2 separate regions of the Zea mays genome follow, and region 1 is linked to region 2. Evidence: chromatin contacts called from public Hi-C data. All regions are on one chromosome and are shown on one strand. Each heading gives the region's core, a stretch centred on a gene start, on an enhancer-like site or on the middle of the called end of the contact. The rest is flanking DNA. Distances are from core to core; before and after follow the strand shown.

Evidence for each region. A called contact is a pair of places that touch in the nucleus more often than the background predicts.
Region 1: a Hi-C map of endosperm shows a contact between it and region 2, with 3 times the contacts expected there. The contact joins the promoter of LOC100217046 here to the promoter of LOC100272710 in region 2. A contact is called at or near these places in 3 of 25 Hi-C or Micro-C datasets (ear, endosperm and tassel).

Annotation. Positions count from the first base shown.
Region 1 is chr8:71,803,574-71,807,219 of Zm-B73-REFERENCE-NAM-5.0, reverse strand. LOC100217046 reads right to left here and starts at 1,457. Exons shown (of 8, transcript NM_001143418.1): 1 at 1,336-1,457; 2 at 1,028-1,228; 3 at 683-820; 4 at 439-499; 5 at 1-73. The coding sequence starts at 486.
Region 2 is chr8:71,472,210-71,475,912 of Zm-B73-REFERENCE-NAM-5.0, reverse strand. It overlaps LOC100272710 (Ras-related protein RABA1f), which reads left to right and starts at 1,317. Exons shown (of 2, transcript NM_001147163.1): 1 at 1,317-1,690; 2 at 2,388-3,103. The coding sequence starts at 1,473. The coding sequence ends at 2,820. It overlaps LOC100281720, which reads right to left. Exons shown (of 6, transcript NM_001154640.2): 6 at 3,428-3,703.

The DNA of each region.
Region 1 (3,646 bases), core at 208-2,707, 330 kb before region 2:
TACGTTCTTCAGGGAGCGCTCCATGTTTAATTAAGAATTCTCCATCTTCTTTTGTGAATATATCATTTGTGACCTGAATGTGAAGAGAACAAATAGAAAAGGCTCATTGTAGATATTCTATGTTCTGGAAATTTTCGCAAGAAGAAAAACTACTTTATTTCTATATCAGTGCATCGCACAGGTAAAATCACTGATTAAGAAAGTGAAAGACGCTTTGGTTTAAGTTGAATTATCAGAAATATGACAAATAAAACCTGCTTTATTTTACAAGTGAAAAGTCTGAAGATGAGAAGCAAAACTGAAGCACTGGGTTATAGGTGAATATCTCGAAACTATATGACCAGGCATGCAGAAAATCTTATGTAGCATTGCATTTTCAGTTCGGTGAGGAAACCAGATCGCTTCTGTAGAAGAATAAGAGGGCAGAGTGCCACGTACAGCTGCAAGACTATACTTGTCGCGTAGAAATCTGCACAATGCTAGCATGAGGGCAGTTTTCCTGAATAAGGAAAAAAATGTTCAAAAAAGTGTCAGGATCCATATAACTGAAAGTGTAGCTGGTGCTGGTCAATGCACAGACAATGAAGTTTATTGGTTTCAGTAGTAGAATGTTATTCAGGCTACTAATCTACAGGATGATTATGCGTACATGCAATGTTCCAAATTAATCATATCAACTAACCACTCCAAATGTCAGGACGGAGCTTCAGGAACAAAACCAACGAAAGGGTATGAATCAGCACAAGCAAGCGCTTTATCGACAAAGATCCCATCGATGTCCAGAAGCCTCCATCAAGAACAAACCTAACCCCAGATTAAGCTGCAATTTGCACCGGTGCAAGTAGGAATTACGAAAGAAACTTCACACAGATGTCGTGGAGGCGCGTCTCTCTCCGGCCGCCACAATTTCACATCTTCCGCCAAGTAACCGCACCGGAATTATGAGATGTAAATGTAGGCTACCAGCCTACCAGAGATTGGAATTTGGAAGGAGTAAAAGCAAGTAGTAGAAAGCATCCGAGCTCACCCGGTGCCTACGGGGCCGCCAATGCCGACGGTGAAGGCGCGGTCAGCGAAGTCGCGCGAGGCGAGCGGCGGCGCGCGCTTGGTGAAGTCGCCGGGGGAGTAGATGGGCTCGTGGGAGTGGGGCGCGAGGCCGTCGTGGGAGTGCCACACGCGTCCGTCCTCCCCTACCCACGATCCCCCAGCCGCATGGCCACCGCCGTCCCTGAAAGCGCAGCAAATTAAATGCCACACCAAGAGCGCGTCGAGTCAGATGTGCAGACAGCGACCGAGATCGCGGAATTCTAGGAGCGATGGCACGCGCGCGCGCACCCGTGGGAATGGTGGTGGTGGTCGTCGTGGGAGTGGGAGTGGTGATGATCATGAGACGCCATGGCTGGGACTGGGAGCTTGGAGGTGGAATCGGAAGGGAGGCTGGACTCTGGAGGTTTTCAGATAAGAGAGGTGGCGGATCGGAGCGCAGGTTCCGTGAGGAGCTAGCTTGCTAGACTAGTCTGAAGATGCTCGTTGATTTCGGGTGTGGCGGAAGAAGTGGACCAATTCAGAATGGGCCGATCGCGGGGCTCCCAGCTGCGGTTATTTCCGCAACATAGAGAAATGGGCCGTTAGGAAGATAGACCGTTTGAGGCGCTGACGCACTCAGGGAGGCCGTGGATTAGAGGAGGCGTGACGGAATGCGATGCGAGTATCCTATCAATCTGTTCGGAGTATGACTGTGCCTGGAGTCAAATTTAAGAAATGTGCTGAATTAGCAAAAGTACAGACCAAAGCATTTTTAACCCTTGATGTTTGCACTAGGTGGAATTCAACATACCTTATGCTAAATATTGCACAACAATATGAAAAGGCATTTGAAAGGTATAGTGATGAAGATCCATACTATAGGCTAGATTTAGAAGGTGAAAATGGCCTCGGTGTTCCTGAGAAATCAGATTGGGAAAAGGCAAGAAAAATGGCTGAATTCCTAGAGCACTTCTATGAACTTACCCTTCGTGTTTCAGTCACAAGTAAACCAACCTCACATTCTTACTTCCACGAGATTGCTGATGTTTTGGTTTTATTGCGAGAGTGGTGTCGTAGCGAAGACAACTTATGTGCTGAAATGGACAAGAGAATGATTGCAAAATATTATAAATATTGGGGGGAGAAGTACGGAGAGAAACTCAACTTGGCTGTTTTTTCTGTGTTGCAATTTGAAAGGGAATTAGGCTTACACCTAGTTCCTAAATAATTTTGGTGGTTGAATTGCTCAACACAAATATTGGACTGACTAGTTTGCTCTAGTGTATAAGTTATACAGGTGCAAAAGGTTCACATCTAGCCAATAAAAAGACCAAGTGTTGGATTCAACAAAGGAGCAATAAGGCAACCGAGGGCACCTCTGGCTGGAGGCACCGGACTGTCCGGTGTGCACCGGACAGTGTCCGGTGCGCCCGTAGACTTCGTTTTCTACCCTTCGCCAGAGGACTTCGACTTCAACCCTTCGCCCTCGGGAATTCGCGGAGGCCGGCGCGCTATAATTCACCGGACTGTCCGGTGTGCACCGGACATGTCCGGTGCGCCAACGAACCGCGGCCTCCGGAACTCGTCATCCTCGGGTTTTCACGACAGCCGCTCCGCTATAATTCACCGGACTGTCCGGTGTGCACCGGACTGTCCGGTGTGCCAGCGGAGCAACGGCTCTCTGCGGCGCCAACGGCTCCCTGCGGAGCATTAAATGCGCGCGCAGCGCGCGCAGACGTCAGGGCTGCCCATACCGGTGCACCGGACATCAAACAGTGCATGTCCGGTGTGCACCGGACACCTCGGCGGGCCCACAAGTCAGAAGCTTCAACGGTCAGAATCCAACGGCAATGGTGACGTGGCAGAGGCACCGGACTGTCCGGTGCGCCATCGAACAGAGGCTGCCAGCAACGGTCACTTTTGGTGGTTGGGGCTATAAATACCCCAACCATCCCACATTCATTGCCATCCAAGTTTTCCACTTCTCAACTACTACAAGAGCTCTAGCATTCAAATCTAGACACACCAAATAGATCAAATCCTCTCCAATTCCACTCAAGCCCTTAGTGACTAGCGAGAGTGATTTGCTTGTGTTCTTTCGAGCTCTTGCGCTTGGATCGCATTCTTTTCTTTCTCATTTATTCTTGTGATCATACTCAATTGTAACCAAGGCAAGAGGCACCAATTGTGTGGTGGCCCTTGCGGGGAAGTTTTGTTCCCGGTTGATTGAGAAGAAGAGAAAGCTCACTCGATCCGTGGGATCGTTTGAGAGAGGGAAAGGGTTGAAAAAGACCCGGCCTTAGTGGCCTCCTCAACGGGGAGTAGGTTTGCGAGAACCGAACCTCGGTAAAACAAATCCGCGTGTCACACTCTTATTTGCTTACGATTTGTTTTGCGCCCTCTCTCGCGGACTCGTTTATATTTCTAACGCTAACCCGGCTTGTAGTTGTGATTATTTTTGTAAATTTCAGTTTCGCCCTATTCACCCCCCCCCCCCTCTAGGCGACTATCAATTGGTATCAGAGCCCGGTTCTTCATTAGAGCCTAACCGCTCGAAGTGATGTCGGGAGATCACGCCAAGAAGGAGATGGAGACCGGCGATAAGCCCACTACAAGCTAA
Region 2 (3,703 bases), core at 68-2,567:
CTCAGTCCTTGTGTTACGAACAAAGCCGAAGGTTACTGGCATTGTGATTTTGCCAAGCGCTGCAATTTGCCTTCCTCCGAAGCCACATAGAGGATGTGTAGCATCATGAATCTTATCCTCTGGTTCTTGCATCTGTCTGAAGGCTTTGGCAAATATGATATCCGCTGCACTGTCTGTATCAACCAGAACATTATGGACCAGAAAACCCTTGATGACACAAGATATGACCATAGCATCATTATGGGGGTAATCTTTGAGCTGAAGGTCCTCTTGGGAGAAGGTGATTGGGATGTGGGACCATTTTGACTTGATGAAGGGTCCCTGCACCCCAACATGTTGTACCCTTCTCTGTGCTTCCTTCTTCTGCTTCTTGTTAGCCGGCTCTGAACCTGAGCCGCCTGTTATCGGAAGCACCAGCTTCGTAGCCGAAGATGCTTCGGCTTGGTTGCTGAACGAAGCCATCAGCTCAAAAGTGGAAGTGAGTTCACCGGAGGGGGCGCCAATGTTGTTGGGGACTTGTTCTCAAATGCTATGAACTAAGAACAAGACAACACAAAAGTAGATTAATGGTTAATGTCCTTTGTCCTTCGAAGCATTATTTTCCTAAGGATATAACGATCTTCGGACGAAGTTTATGAAGGACGTGCCTTCACCATCACAGCATATATCAATGAAAGATGAAGCCTATGAAACATGAAAAATAACATGGATAATCATATGACATTATAATATATTTCTTATTATACAATCATGAACGAATAAGAATAACATAAGGTTACATTTGTACCTTCGGCTTGACAGAAGGTATGAGAACAAACGTAACGCACAAGCGAGTACAAATCAGCGTGAATAGTACGGGGGTAATGTTCATCTATTTATAAGCACAGGGCGCAGCCTGTGTGAAATTACATTTACACCCTTTACAATCGATTACAATCATGACACAAACTATCATGGGTCAATCTGTCTTTTCATCTTTAAGTCGGTGCAACCCTTCATCTCAAGGCATATCGTTATGCCGAAGTTCCCTGAAAGGTAGCTTCGGCGTTATTTCTGTGCTGATCTTCCGAATGTGTTTTTTTTACAGGACCTTCGGCTATGAAGCAGACCCCAACACAATATTTTGCACTGCATACAAAGTTTTAGAAAATGGTTTTAGACAATAATTAGAGACCGTAATATAGAACATGGTTTTAAAAAATGCCTAGGTGGATTTAGGACCAGATAGCCGTGCTAGACCCGAGACATACAGGTCAGTTGGAAACATGGTATTAAAATGAACTCGTCTCTAGCATTGATCCAAGAAAAAAAAAACACGCACCCGCGTCCGCGTGCTCTCTGCCCCCTGCCCCCCTCCCATCTGCGCCGCCCTCCTCATCCACCGCCCGTCCCGCCGCCGCCAGCCCAAGGCCAGGCATCCGCCAGCCTCTCGCACCACGCGTATCGCGTGCCCGCCCGACCGGCTCGTGGCGATGGCGTACCGGGCGGACGACGACTACGACTACCTATTCAAGGTGGTGCTCATCGGGGACTCCGGCGTCGGCAAGTCCAACCTGCTCTCGCGCTTCACGCGCAACGAGTTCAGCCTCGAGTCCAAGTCCACCATCGGCGTCGAGTTCGCCACCCGCAGCATCCACGTCGACGACAAGGTCGTCAAGGCCCAGATCTGGGACACCGCCGGTCAGGAAAGGTACGACCCCCAATCCCCCATCCCCCAGATCCACCTGTGCTCTGCGAGGCGCGTCGACCCCTTTATTTCCCGGTATCTCATCTCTGATCGAGTCCACTCGTTACCGACTGCCATGTCTGCGTCCTAGTATGGATTTCTGTAGCTTAGTTTGGTCGGTGCCCCCTCTTAACCTAATTGCTGTTGGCCTGGTCCATTGCACATGGACGCAAATTAACTGCCTCGATCACCATTAGAAGAAAAAATGGAAAGAATCTGCGCTCGTTCAATTCAATTCACATCGTCCGTGATCGCACGTGCCGTCTTCAATCTGCCACATTCCTAGCAACCAGAAACACGCTGTTGAGATCGTGCAGGTGTCAGGTTGTTTCGCTAGATATGAAATTATGGTTGTTGAGGACTTGAGGTAGTGGATAGAAATCATAGCCATAGCCCTGTGCTGAACTGTTCGATTGATCAACGGTCTATAGAGACAAAATAAAAATACTGTAGAAAAAGTAGAAGCCCGTGGATTAAAGCCACTTAAAACATTGCCACTCATTGTTATAATTGTCACTGTGTTTATGAATTGTGTGTCCATCCAGAGTGATTGACTGCTAGCTGTGTGATATAGGAGTACCATTGTTCATGTGGCTTCTGCTGTTCAACTCTTTTCTGCACCTCAGCTAACTAATCGTTTGGTCGGTCAATGCTTCTGCAGGTACCGTGCTATCACGAGCGCGTACTACCGCGGAGCAGTAGGGGCGCTCGTCGTCTACGACGTCACGCGGCACGTCACCTTCGAGAACGTGGAGAGGTGGATGAGGGAGCTCAGGGACCACACGGACGCCAACATCGTGATCATGCTGGTTGGGAACAAGGCGGACCTGCGCCACCTCAGGGCTGTCCCGACCGAGGACGCCAAGGCCTTTGCCGAGAGGGAGAACGCCTTCTTCATGGAGACGTCGGCCCTGGAGGCGATGAACGTGGAGGGCGCCTTCACCGAGGTGCTCACCCAGATCTACCACGTCGTGAGCAAGAAGGCCCTCGACATCGGCGATGACCCCGCAGCGCCTCCCAGGGGCCAGACCATCAGTGTCGGCGGCAAGGACGATGTGTCCGCAGTGAAGAAGTCTGCCTGCTGTTCGTCTTAGCTTGGAAGGGGGTAGGACATGTACTTGGGTTGGTTGGTTACTTGTGCAGTAGAGAGCGCAGGACGTTATTTGCAGTCATGGTCCTTGAGCTGTATTCATGTGTTACCAGCTGTCTCGTTGATTTTTGCCATTTGATACATTTAATTCATTCAGGAATTCAGCCTGCGGGTATAGCTTAGGGACATGGAAGTGTGCGGCTATCGTATTTTTTTCATATAACAGAGCCTTCTCTGCATTGTTGCTTTCATTTCTTGTGTATATCTGTATGATGTCGCTTCTCTTTATCAACCTAGCTGCATTGCTTCAACAGGCTGTTTGCTTTGCTAGACTGCTGCTATGTTGCAAATGCAATCCTATTGATCACTTACGATAAACTCGTTGGATTGTATCAATATGCTTGGCAATTGCCAATTGCCATGGTAATGTGTGAAGTAATTAAACGTTCTTCTCTGTCATAAACAGAAGTGCGTCCCTGTACAAACTGATGCTTGGCAATTGCCAATTGCCATGGTAATGTGTGAATATAGGTAGAAAGCGAAAAAAAAACATAACCAAGTCCCTATTTCAGCGGCAAATCTCATGCAGCTCTAGCAAAAAAGCTCCAGAATTGAAGAAAAAAAATCGGTTCTTTCACTTCCAAAATATACATGTTTTCGGGCTTCTTTTTTGAAGAGTAAAGATAAATACAATGTAAAGGAAGGGAGGATCTACCAAGGCAACCATGGGAGCCTTACACACCATGGTGCCATTTAACGTCTAAAATATCCTACAAAATAATATCTGTACAGTTTATGTCCACAGCGAAGGGGGACGGCAAATAAAGGCAACCCTGTCTATATACAAAATCGCGCTAACTTGCCACGCGGTAAATAACCAATAATGT